Regions from separate parts of the Canis lupus genome. Here region 1 is linked to region 2. A link is a contact called in public Hi-C data. All regions are on one chromosome and are shown on one strand. Each heading gives the region's core, a stretch centred on a gene start, on an enhancer-like site or on the middle of the called end of the contact. The rest is flanking DNA. Distances are from core to core; before and after follow the strand shown.

The links. Hi-C and Micro-C count contacts between places; a contact is called where the count stands out from the background.
Region 1: a contact with region 2 is called in a Hi-C map of skin fibroblasts, with 2.0 times the contacts expected there. The contact joins the enhancer-like site here to the promoter of ANKRD40 in region 2. A contact is called at or near these places in 4 of 9 Hi-C or Micro-C datasets (amygdala, blood, skin fibroblasts and 1 more).

Annotation. Positions count from the first base shown.
Region 1 is chr9:26,756,367-26,761,392 of UU_Cfam_GSD_1.0, forward strand. No RefSeq gene overlaps it. Among named protein-coding and RNA genes, the nearest start is that of TOB1, 67 kb to the left of the region's middle. Within about 2 kb of position 3,540, at least 10 of the 20 cell types and tissues checked have an H3K27ac peak or open chromatin away from gene starts, as enhancers often do.
Region 2 is chr9:26,558,801-26,563,295 of UU_Cfam_GSD_1.0, forward strand. It overlaps ANKRD40 (ankyrin repeat domain-containing protein 40), which reads right to left and starts at 2,346. Exons shown (of 5, transcript XM_038547689.1): 1 at 2,175-2,346. The coding sequence starts at 2,308. LOC111097378 (a long non-coding RNA gene) reads right to left here. Exons shown (of 3, transcript XR_005364483.1): 3 at 3,289-4,370.

The DNA.
Region 1 (5,026 bases), core at 2,290-4,789, 200 kb after region 2:
CCAAGGGCACAGGTACCAAGAGGTGGCCAAGAACCCACGCCGGGGTGAGGAAGTGCTGTGTGGGAACACACACATGTGCCTGGATGTGTGCAGGACCTGCTTGCAGCCACATGTGAGTAGGAGGATGCTTTTGTGGGTAAGTGGCTGAATAAAATCATATACACAGGTGGCAGTGTGCATCCTGGTGTGTGCGTATGGGACAGTTTATGTGGGAGTGGAAAGGGGACAGTGTGTGTACAAACGTGGAGTGTGTGTGTTGGGGGGTGAGTCACACATCTCTAGGTCCAGGTGTATATGGAGGGTGTGGTGTGTGTGTTGTTGTTGGAGGGAGTGTCTCAGCGGCCGGGATTGGCTTGAGGCAGGGGATGAAAGCCTGGGGGGCCCTTTTCCTCGTTCTGCAAACCCCCTCTGTCCACATGGTCAGCCTGCGGCCGACAGGCCCTGACCAGTCCATGAACTCAGGGTCCGGGAGAGTCAGCGGCTTTTCCAACCTCTGTGCCAAATGGGATGTCAGCACGGGGGCGGAGGTGGGGGTGCAGGTCGGGGAAGGTGGCGATGACTTCATGACAACTGGCTGCCGAGCAGCTGGGGGTAGGGGGTGGGGAGCTGGGGCCTGGCAGCAGCGGCAGCGAGAGCAAACCTGCTCCGTTGGCCCCTGTGTGGGGCAGGGCCTGGGGATCACTCTGGGTGGAGGAGGCAGCCCAGCCAACGGGCTCGCGCTTCCTGGGGACTCTTTGGTTCTTTTTGTGGGGGCTGTGGCTCTGCCGGGCCTCATGGGAAGGTGGGCAGGGGAGCTCTCAAGGAGTGAGCACCCTCCAGGGGCTTTCCTGCACGATCCCATAAAGCTGACAGCAACCCCATGAGTGAAGGACCCTTATGCCTATTCTGTGGATGAGGGCACAAGCTCAGAGGCAAAGGGACATGTCTGAACCGGCCTGGGGACATGGGTTGCTGTGTTTCCTACTTCACCTCCCAGAAACAGGGGATGGGGCACAGAGTCCTCCAAACCTGCTCCTTTGTGGGTGCCTTGAAGCTTGGGTATCAGACCTTCTCTGAGTCTTCAGACCCAATGCTCCTTATCCTTCCCCAAAGGGCCTCCTTCCTGGGGAGGCCCTCCACACACCTCTCTACAATTTAGGGGGTGACAGACATCCATAACCATGCAGGGCCGGCTGCCACAAGCCAACAGAACCCCTTGCAGGTGGAGACCCTTTGTCCAAACACAGGCCAGGGGCTGGGCCTAATTCAAGCACCTGGCCTTGGTGTAGGCCAGGCTGCCTTGACTCACAGGGATCAGACTTCCTTGGCTCCTTTGTGGGGTTGGAGTGGCCCCAAGATCACAGACTCGGGGGTGGGTGCGAGTACCGTCTTTGCACCCAGAAGCTGAGGTCAGCTTTCGGGATACTCTTTCTTCAGCCATTTACTAGTTTCTCATAATAATAATAACTGCCCCTGCCCAAGCTTTATAGTCCACAAAATACTTTCACAAACACTCTCTTAGTCCTCACTAGCCTTGTGATGAGGAGCCAGTACACCCATTTTACAGAAGGAGAAATGGAAGCTCAGGGAGGGAGCTTCTGTGACTAGTGTCAGATCACGGGCCAGGAAGCGGCACAGCTCCGGCCTGCCTGAGCCCCCATCCAGATCCAGTTCAAAGGCCTGAGCCCGTGTCCAAATGTGGTTCAAAGAAGTGTGGAGACCGTGGGCTGACGTCTCCAGGGCCCGACTGCACCAGCCCGCCGCACAGGGACCAGACTGCTCCCCAGGCTCCCCTCATAATATTAGAGGCTGGGGGGTGGGAAAAATGTAAAGCAGCAAAGTGACTGCTCCACGAGATAGTGGGAGTGGGAGAGGGTACTGGGGGTCCCCCGCTGCCCAAGGCCTTGGGCTCAGGCAGGGACGCGAGGGACCCGTAGGTCCTGGAATATGAGGCCATGGGCAGGATTGCCACGCTCTCATCTGGTCGTGGCAAAATGAGAAAGACAAGGACAAGGTAGTGAGGTTTTCCCAGAGTCAGACCCACAATGTGAAGCGCACTCCTTTCACTTGTACTGTGTATGTTCAATTGTGTATGTGTGTTTAAAAAGAACTTTCCTTTGACATTTCCTTTTAATGTCCTTAACTCAGCAAAATATAGACCTGGTGACCACGTCCCATCCTCAGTTGTTTTCTGGAAATGTTGGTGCCCTGAGAAATAGGACAGATGGGAGCCACCGAGCTAGCTCTAGTCCTAGGTGAGCCCTGGCATGGAGCGAGATGTTTTTTAATTGAGGGATGATGTCTGAATGGCTGGAAAAATCTCGGGGAGGGGGTTGGAGAAGAGACTGGGGTTCCTGCCCAGACAGCCCTCTGGGCCCCAGAGCCCAGGCATCCCCAGGAAACCCGAGCAGAGGAACATCTGAGTAGCTGCAAAGGGAATTCTGAGAAAGGCCTCGGGGCCAGTTCTCCGTGCCACACACCCTTAGCCTCTTCCCTGACCCGGAGCCAGGAGGAAATATTCCCTTAAACCCCACCCCTGCCTTCCCCACCCAGCCCCCCAAGGCTGCTCCAAAATAGCCCAGGCCCGGCAGGAGACGTCATGGGTCCGGCTGGCTGCCTGCCCCTCCAAGAGGACAAATATAGAGGGACACTGGATACCGACAGGAGACCCGGGACCTGGGGAGCCCCATGGCTGTGGCACTGCCTGCCCCCCTCCCATCCTTCCCAGCCCTGCACCCACTAATAGGGCAGCTGGGAGGACAGCGCCTCCTGGCCTGGCCAACCCACCCTGGGACGTGTCCCAACATGCCCAGAGCAGAGCTGGAGGCTGGCCCAAGAGGACACCAGGCCAAGCTGGGTGTGTGCATGGGGACACCTCCTCTATCCGGGGGTCTCAAAGCACTTCTATAAGCGTCACTGCCCACAGGGGACTCCCAGGAGCAGGAGAACCCGGCGTCTCCCGGGTGGAACCACTCCACCTTCTGTTCTTCCCAGCTTCCCAACGAGGCCAAAGCCATAAACCTGGGGGTGTGGGAGGCGGACAGAGGGCAGGCAGCCAGGCCAAACCCCAATAAACTGCTGGTTGGATCGAATTGCAAATAATTAGTCCTGATCACCAAAGCTGCCTCCACCCTCCACTCCCGGGAATTAAAGGTCAAAGGGCAGAGCTGCTGACGCAAATGTCAGGGGAGAAACGCGATTGGGAACAGCTGGGCTCCTGCGCCCGAGGTCAGCGGCGGCCCCGGCGCCCTGGACAAGGTGTCCCCCAGCCTGGGGCTCCCGCGCGCTCGGGAGGGGGGGGCTCCGGGGGCTCCGCTCGCTCCCCTGGTCTGGTTCGAGGGTCACCAGAACCTGCTGGGGGGGGTCCCAGAAATTCCCGGGAAATGGTGTCGCTGGGTGCTTGGAGCGAGGGGGCCGAACGGCAGCTCGGGGTCTTGGGAGATGGGACCCCCCTCCCACCCTGAAACAAGAGAAACTTCTGCCTTTTGGGCCACGGCGAGCCCCGGGGAGACCCAGGGCAGGCGCCCGCCGGCCACACCGTGTCTGTGCGCCAGGGGCGACCCCCAGCGGTCAGGGTGAGCCTGGAACTTGGGCCTCGGGCGAGGGAGCTGGGAGCTCGGCTGGGCTGGTGGCTGGGGACCCCGGGGTTCGGTTTTGGTAAGGGGGCTGCTGGCTTCAGGGGCATTTTAATACGTGCTGAGTCTTCCTAGTTGTGCCGAATCTCACCCTAAATGTCCACTGTTAGCAAATCAGCTCCACCGTGTCAAAGAATGCCCTAACCCGCCCCTCCCCCTGGCCTCCCTGCATCTATAAATAGCACCACCACCCTCCCGGTCCGGCCCTCGGGCCCTAAACCTACGAGTCATCTTCCACTCCTGCCCACACGGGGCTGGGTGCCGGCCCTGCCCCTCCTCTCGCCGCAGTCCCTCTTCCATCCTTGAGAGCCGCGGCCACTACCCAGCCTGCTGGCCTCTCACCTGGGCTACTACAGCCCCAACCAGGGCGCTGGGTCTGACCTGGGTATGTGCCCAGCCTCCTCCGCTTACTGGCTGTGTGACCTTGTGCAAGTTACTTAACTTCTCTGAGCTCAGCTTCCTCTGCTGCAGGAGGAGGATAGTAATCACAGTGCCAGCCCCATAGAGCATTGCATGAATCTACCGTAGTTTGGACATAAAGACCCTGTCACGCGGACATGCTCCGTGCATGTCAATTATTACAGGCCCTCCTTCAGGCCAATGCCTCCACTCAGGAAACCCAGGCCGGGAGCTGGAGTGAGAACTACCATTACGTGTTGCGTACCAGGTGTCTTTACAGCGTGCTACAGAGCGGGGGGGGAGTGGAAGTTCCTGGAGTCTAGAAGCTTCTCCACCACTGCCTCCATCATCACATTCCAGGACCCAGAACCAAAGACCACCTCCTGAGTCCACTGGTCCCATCTGAGGGTCTTCAGGAGTGAGTGTACCTGGGTAAGTGTTGAGGTCACTCGGCCACTGCAGATATCTTCTGGAACGAGACAACTCCAGGTCACGTTCAGCGGCCGTGAATCAGGGTGACCCATCTGCAAGGTGATGAGTGAGGCTGCGCACGTTGGCCTGGCACAGCGTCTGGGCAGAAGGCCAAGCAGGGGCGTGGCCACCAGGCAGGTGCTCCCCCTGCAGCTGCCTCGCCCCCAGGGCCCTCTCCGGGCTCCACCTCACCCACTCTGCATCCAGGCCTGCTCCCCTGTCGGCAGATGTTTTCAACGGTCCGCCCGTGACTGAGCACCTGGAGCCCATGCACTGAATTGGGCAGGCTTGCTCTGGAAAGAGATTTTCAAAGGAGACTTTTACCTACGGAGAGGGGGGAGCAGGAAAAGCAGACCATCCAGATTCGAATGTGGGCCTGTCTCTGGACACACCCTTTGTGTAAGACAGTTGCTCTCTTGGGGTCGGTTCTGCTCCTGAGACACTTGGCAATGGCAGGAGACACTTTTGTTACCACAGCCGGGGGGTGTGCCTGCGCTCCTGGCATCTAGTGGGTTGAGGCCAAGGATGCTGCTAAATATCCC
Region 2 (4,495 bases), core at 1,096-3,595:
AGGAGGCAAACACAGAGATGAGACATAGAGGTAAGGAGGGAGAGCGGTAGGGACAGGAAGTAGAAACTCCAGTACTGCAGGCTTTTCCTCAGAGTGGGATGGTGACCACTAGAGGGTTCTGAGCAGAATGAAAGGATCCGACTTATGATTTATGTTTTATGTCGGGATCCCTCTGGTTGCTGTGCTGAGAAGACTGCAGGGTGGAAGGGTAGAAGCAAGGAGACTAGTCGGGGGGCTGCAGCGAGAATCCAAGCAACAGGACGATGGTGGCTGTGTACCAGAGGTGTAGAGGTAGAGCTAATGAGAAGGGTTAAGATTCTAACTACAGCTGTAGATGAGGCTGACAGAATTAGCTGACTGGCTGGATGTGGAATATGAGGGAGACAGGAGGCAAGGACACCATCAGGGCACCATCGGCTCTGGTCTGAGCACCCCAGACGCCGAGTTGAGCAGGCCTCAGAGGAGCAGGCCTGGGGCAATCAGGGGCATGAGGGGAGATCACGAATGCAAACCTGAACCTCCAACATGAGGTGCCTAACAGACATCTTCTCCGATTGAGGAGAAGCCTCTTCAGGTTGCTTCAGATTCAACTTACAAATACCAAACACCTACTGCAACGTGGCAGGCATTGTGGTTAGGAAAGTAGGGTCTGGAGTCAGATGCTGGCTTCCTTTTCAGTAAATCCTATGACCTTGGGGAAATTACTTAATCTTGCCGGGCCTCGGTTTCCCCATCCATACAACAGAGAGAGTAACATCTCTGTTCTTGAGTAGTTGTGAATGAGATAAGCTCTCAGAGCCTTGTTTATGTCAAGAGCAAACTCAATACATGTTAGCGATTCATACTATGCTGCTTCTCCTTCCTTGCTCACAACACTCTTCTCAAATGACTGGGAAATGAAGTTACCCAGGCAAGGCTGTATTAGCTAAAGCAGGGAAGGGTGAAGAACCTGCTGGAAAGACTGGACTCCTTCTACACAACACTGCCTCCCACTGCCAAAACAGTGAGTCACAGCTTGTGAACCACAGAGCAATGCTCAGAAAAGGTACGCACAGAGCAGCAAGCTTGTTTGCAAACACTTTTAAGGAAAACAAAACCAAAAGGCAGCAGGCCACTGTTTCCTGGCCTTCTGGATAGCTATCTAGGCTGTTCTCCTTAGGAGGTAGGTAAGTCTACAAGCGAGTCAGGAAACCATGGTTGTGGTTCTGGTTAGCCTGTCAGGAGCTGTGTGACCTTAGGGCAGGTTATTTTTTCTGCAGTTGGAGCCATCTCCAATGTCCCTCTCCATTCCAAAATGTAGGATTCCACTTTTAAAAAATAAAACCTTTCCAAACTCACTTTAAGCTAGCAAAAACAGGCCTAAGGTTAAGCACGACTTGGCTCAAATAAAACTCCAAAAATGAAGTGTGAAGAGGACAGAATAACACCACATTCGGTAACTTAACACTAAAAATTTGACCAGCACATCCTAAGATGGGGACTCCTTTAGTTGGAAGGACTCAGTCTGCAGGCAAACATCGAGAGTCTGGATTCAAATTCTATATGTAAAATTGTAATAAGGAAATAAAGCAAAAACACTCCGGGGGACCGAGTAAGTCTGCCTTCCACAGGCGGCTGCAAATCACTGGTGCAGTGAGGCCACAGAGAGAGACACAAGAGTGATGCGAGTGATTTTTTTTTCCTTCCGGTCTTGGGAAAAGAAACCGTGCTAAATTATAAGATTCATAGTTGCTCGGTTGCTTAAATGCTTTTTTTTTTTTTTTTTTCTGCTGTGCACAGGTGTGTTCTCCAGAAGCTCCTACGGCAAAATAATTCAGCCCCCGGAACTGGGGTGCGCGCCATACGAACGAGCGTGCGGATCAATCGAATCGCAGCCGGCAGGGCTCCCTCCGGCCCGGCGAGCCAGCGGGGTGCGGGGGGGAGGGGGGTGGAGGGCGCTGCCCCGGGAGGACCACGTGGGCGGGGGCTGGGGAGGGCCGCGCGGGCGGCGGCACCGCGCAGGGGGGCGGCGGGGAGGGGGAGCCCGGGCTGGCCTCGCGAGCGCAGGCCTCGGAGGCCCCGGCGCCCGGCCACGCCTCCGCGGGCGTCCGCGGGCAGCGCCGGGCCTCGGCGGCAGGGGCGCCCCTCCCCCCGGCCCGCTGCTCTGACCTGGGCCTCCCCCGCTCCCCACTTACCAGCCGTTGACCTCATTTTGGGAGTTCACATCCACCCCGCTCTCCACCAGTTTCTGCACCTCCCGAATGTCCCCCAAGGCCGCGGCCTCCCGCAGCCTCTCCTGCTGCTCCTTCTGCTCTAGGAGCGCGCTCATCTTCCCCTCGGGCCCAGGCCCCCGCCCGGCCGCCCCGCCCCGCCCCGCCCCGCCCCGGGCCCGTCAGCGCCGCCGCCGCCGCGGCCCGCTCCCCGCCATGCGGAGAGCGCGGGGCTCGCCCGCCCTGCTGGCGCCCGGCCCGGGGCTGCTGCTCCCGCCCGCCGCCGCCGCCGCCGCCGCCCCCCGGCTGCTCCCGGCCGCGGGCCCCAGCCTCCGCCCCGGCCGCGCCTCCTGCCGGCCGCCTCCGGGGGACCCTATTCGCAGTGACAACCCCGACCCGGAGGGTTTCCGTTCCTACCCTGGGCCGCGGCGCCCGGCCGGCTGTTTACGTAACCGCCGCACCGAGCGGCCCCGCCGTGATTCAGGCGCTATTCCTAGCGCTCCCCGCCCCGCGGCTCCGGGGGAGGAGGGCGGCGCGCGCGGAGGGCGAAGCCGGGCGGGGCGCCGGAAGAGCCCGTGCCCTGCGCAGGCTGCTGGCCGCGGCCTCAAAGACGATAATAGTAATAATAGCCGGTGCTTTCCACCACCCTAGTCCGCTGGGCTCTTTTTCCTTGTCTGAGCCGACTCCTGCCCAGCAGGATGGGGAAACGGGCTGGAAACGATCCTCCTAGTGTCCGCCCGCAGTAGCGGAGACCGATTACACTGCTCTTTCTTCTCTCGACAGTGCTGGGGACCATCCGGTTCGAATATCGCTGTTGTTTGACGGCTCACTTTAGAGAGGTCTTCTAATTTTGGCTTTCAGGGAAATATTTATATTGTGCCTGGGAGTCTATAAGCTGTAATTTCCTACTGCTCGTACATCATGGTTAAGGACTCTTCGTGAAGGCCATGTAAGGAGAGAAGAGCGTAAAGAAAAGCACCACGGAGGCTGTATATACACAGCATTTGCCCGACTCCTGCATGATCGACCTCAGGGCCTGGGTTGGCCCTGGTTTGCGCCCCCCCCCCCCCGCCCCCAACACACACACACCGTGGGAGGAAAACAGAATATTGTTTCGCTGAGCCCAGGTGCCTCGGAGAGATCTTCCCGTGTTGCACAGGATGGAACCTTGCAGATGGAGTCGGGAGGACTAAGGAAACCACCCTGGGGTGGATAGGAGAAAGGCCTGAACAAAGGGAGGAGATGAACTAGGAAGGGACGAATGTAGGCATGGAGTTTTCATTTCCCTCTCTTGGGGCTGCCCAGGGTCTGCATGACAAGCATTTTTCTTGCTACTGTTTAAGAAAAACCCATGTCTGTTTATTCTGACACAGTCATTCGCACAGTACTCAGTGCACACCAGGTGGTGCCGACTATAAACCGACTGCGCACTTCCATTGACCCCCAAGCAAATTGGAACTCAGCTTGAGCTTACATTTTTACGTGTCCCCCAATTTAAATTTTAATTCTCAGATCCAGCGTGATACTGCATCTGAGGCTGACGTGCTGCGCACTGGAATTGGGTCCTTTAACATAATTTGAGTGACACGGGAGTAGGTAGTGGCCTCTTTTTTAAAAAAGCAGTTTTAAAAAATTGGTAGTGACCGCACGACAAAGTCTGTGAAGCCTTCCTTAAAAGGATTACAGCGTGTGCCCTAAAATAACTGTTAAATCAGTGGATGTTAACATCTTCTTAAACTGGACCTCTGCTTATCTTTGACTTCAGTCTTTTTGTTATCCTCACATTAAAACACACACAACAACAACAACAAAAGCTTTCTCTGCAAACAAAACCTCTAACCCTGGCCATAACTGAATGCAACCTGATGGCTATTCTTTTACCTCATTTGTTTATACTTCCTTTGGTCTCTAATTCACTGGGTATTATTCTAGGCACTATTCTAGTCACTGAAGGTGTTGCTGCAAACAAAAGTCCCTGATTTCAAAGAATACAGTCTGGCAGGGGAGAGAGGCAAACAATAGAAGGTGATAAGTATTACAATAGAAGTAGTACAGACATATGGCACAGTTATTTGTGAGCATGAAGATTAAAACCAGACTGCATGGATTTGCATCCCAGCTTTTGGCACTCATATCTTCTTAGGTAGGTTACTTAACCTTTCTGTGCCTCAAATTCTGCATCTGCAAAATAGAGGTTATAATATTAGCACCTACTTTGCTGGGTTGTTCTACGGATTGAACGAATGTGTAAGGTCCGGACATGGGAAAGGCTCAATAGATCGTAGGTATGTGATGGCAAAGTCCAG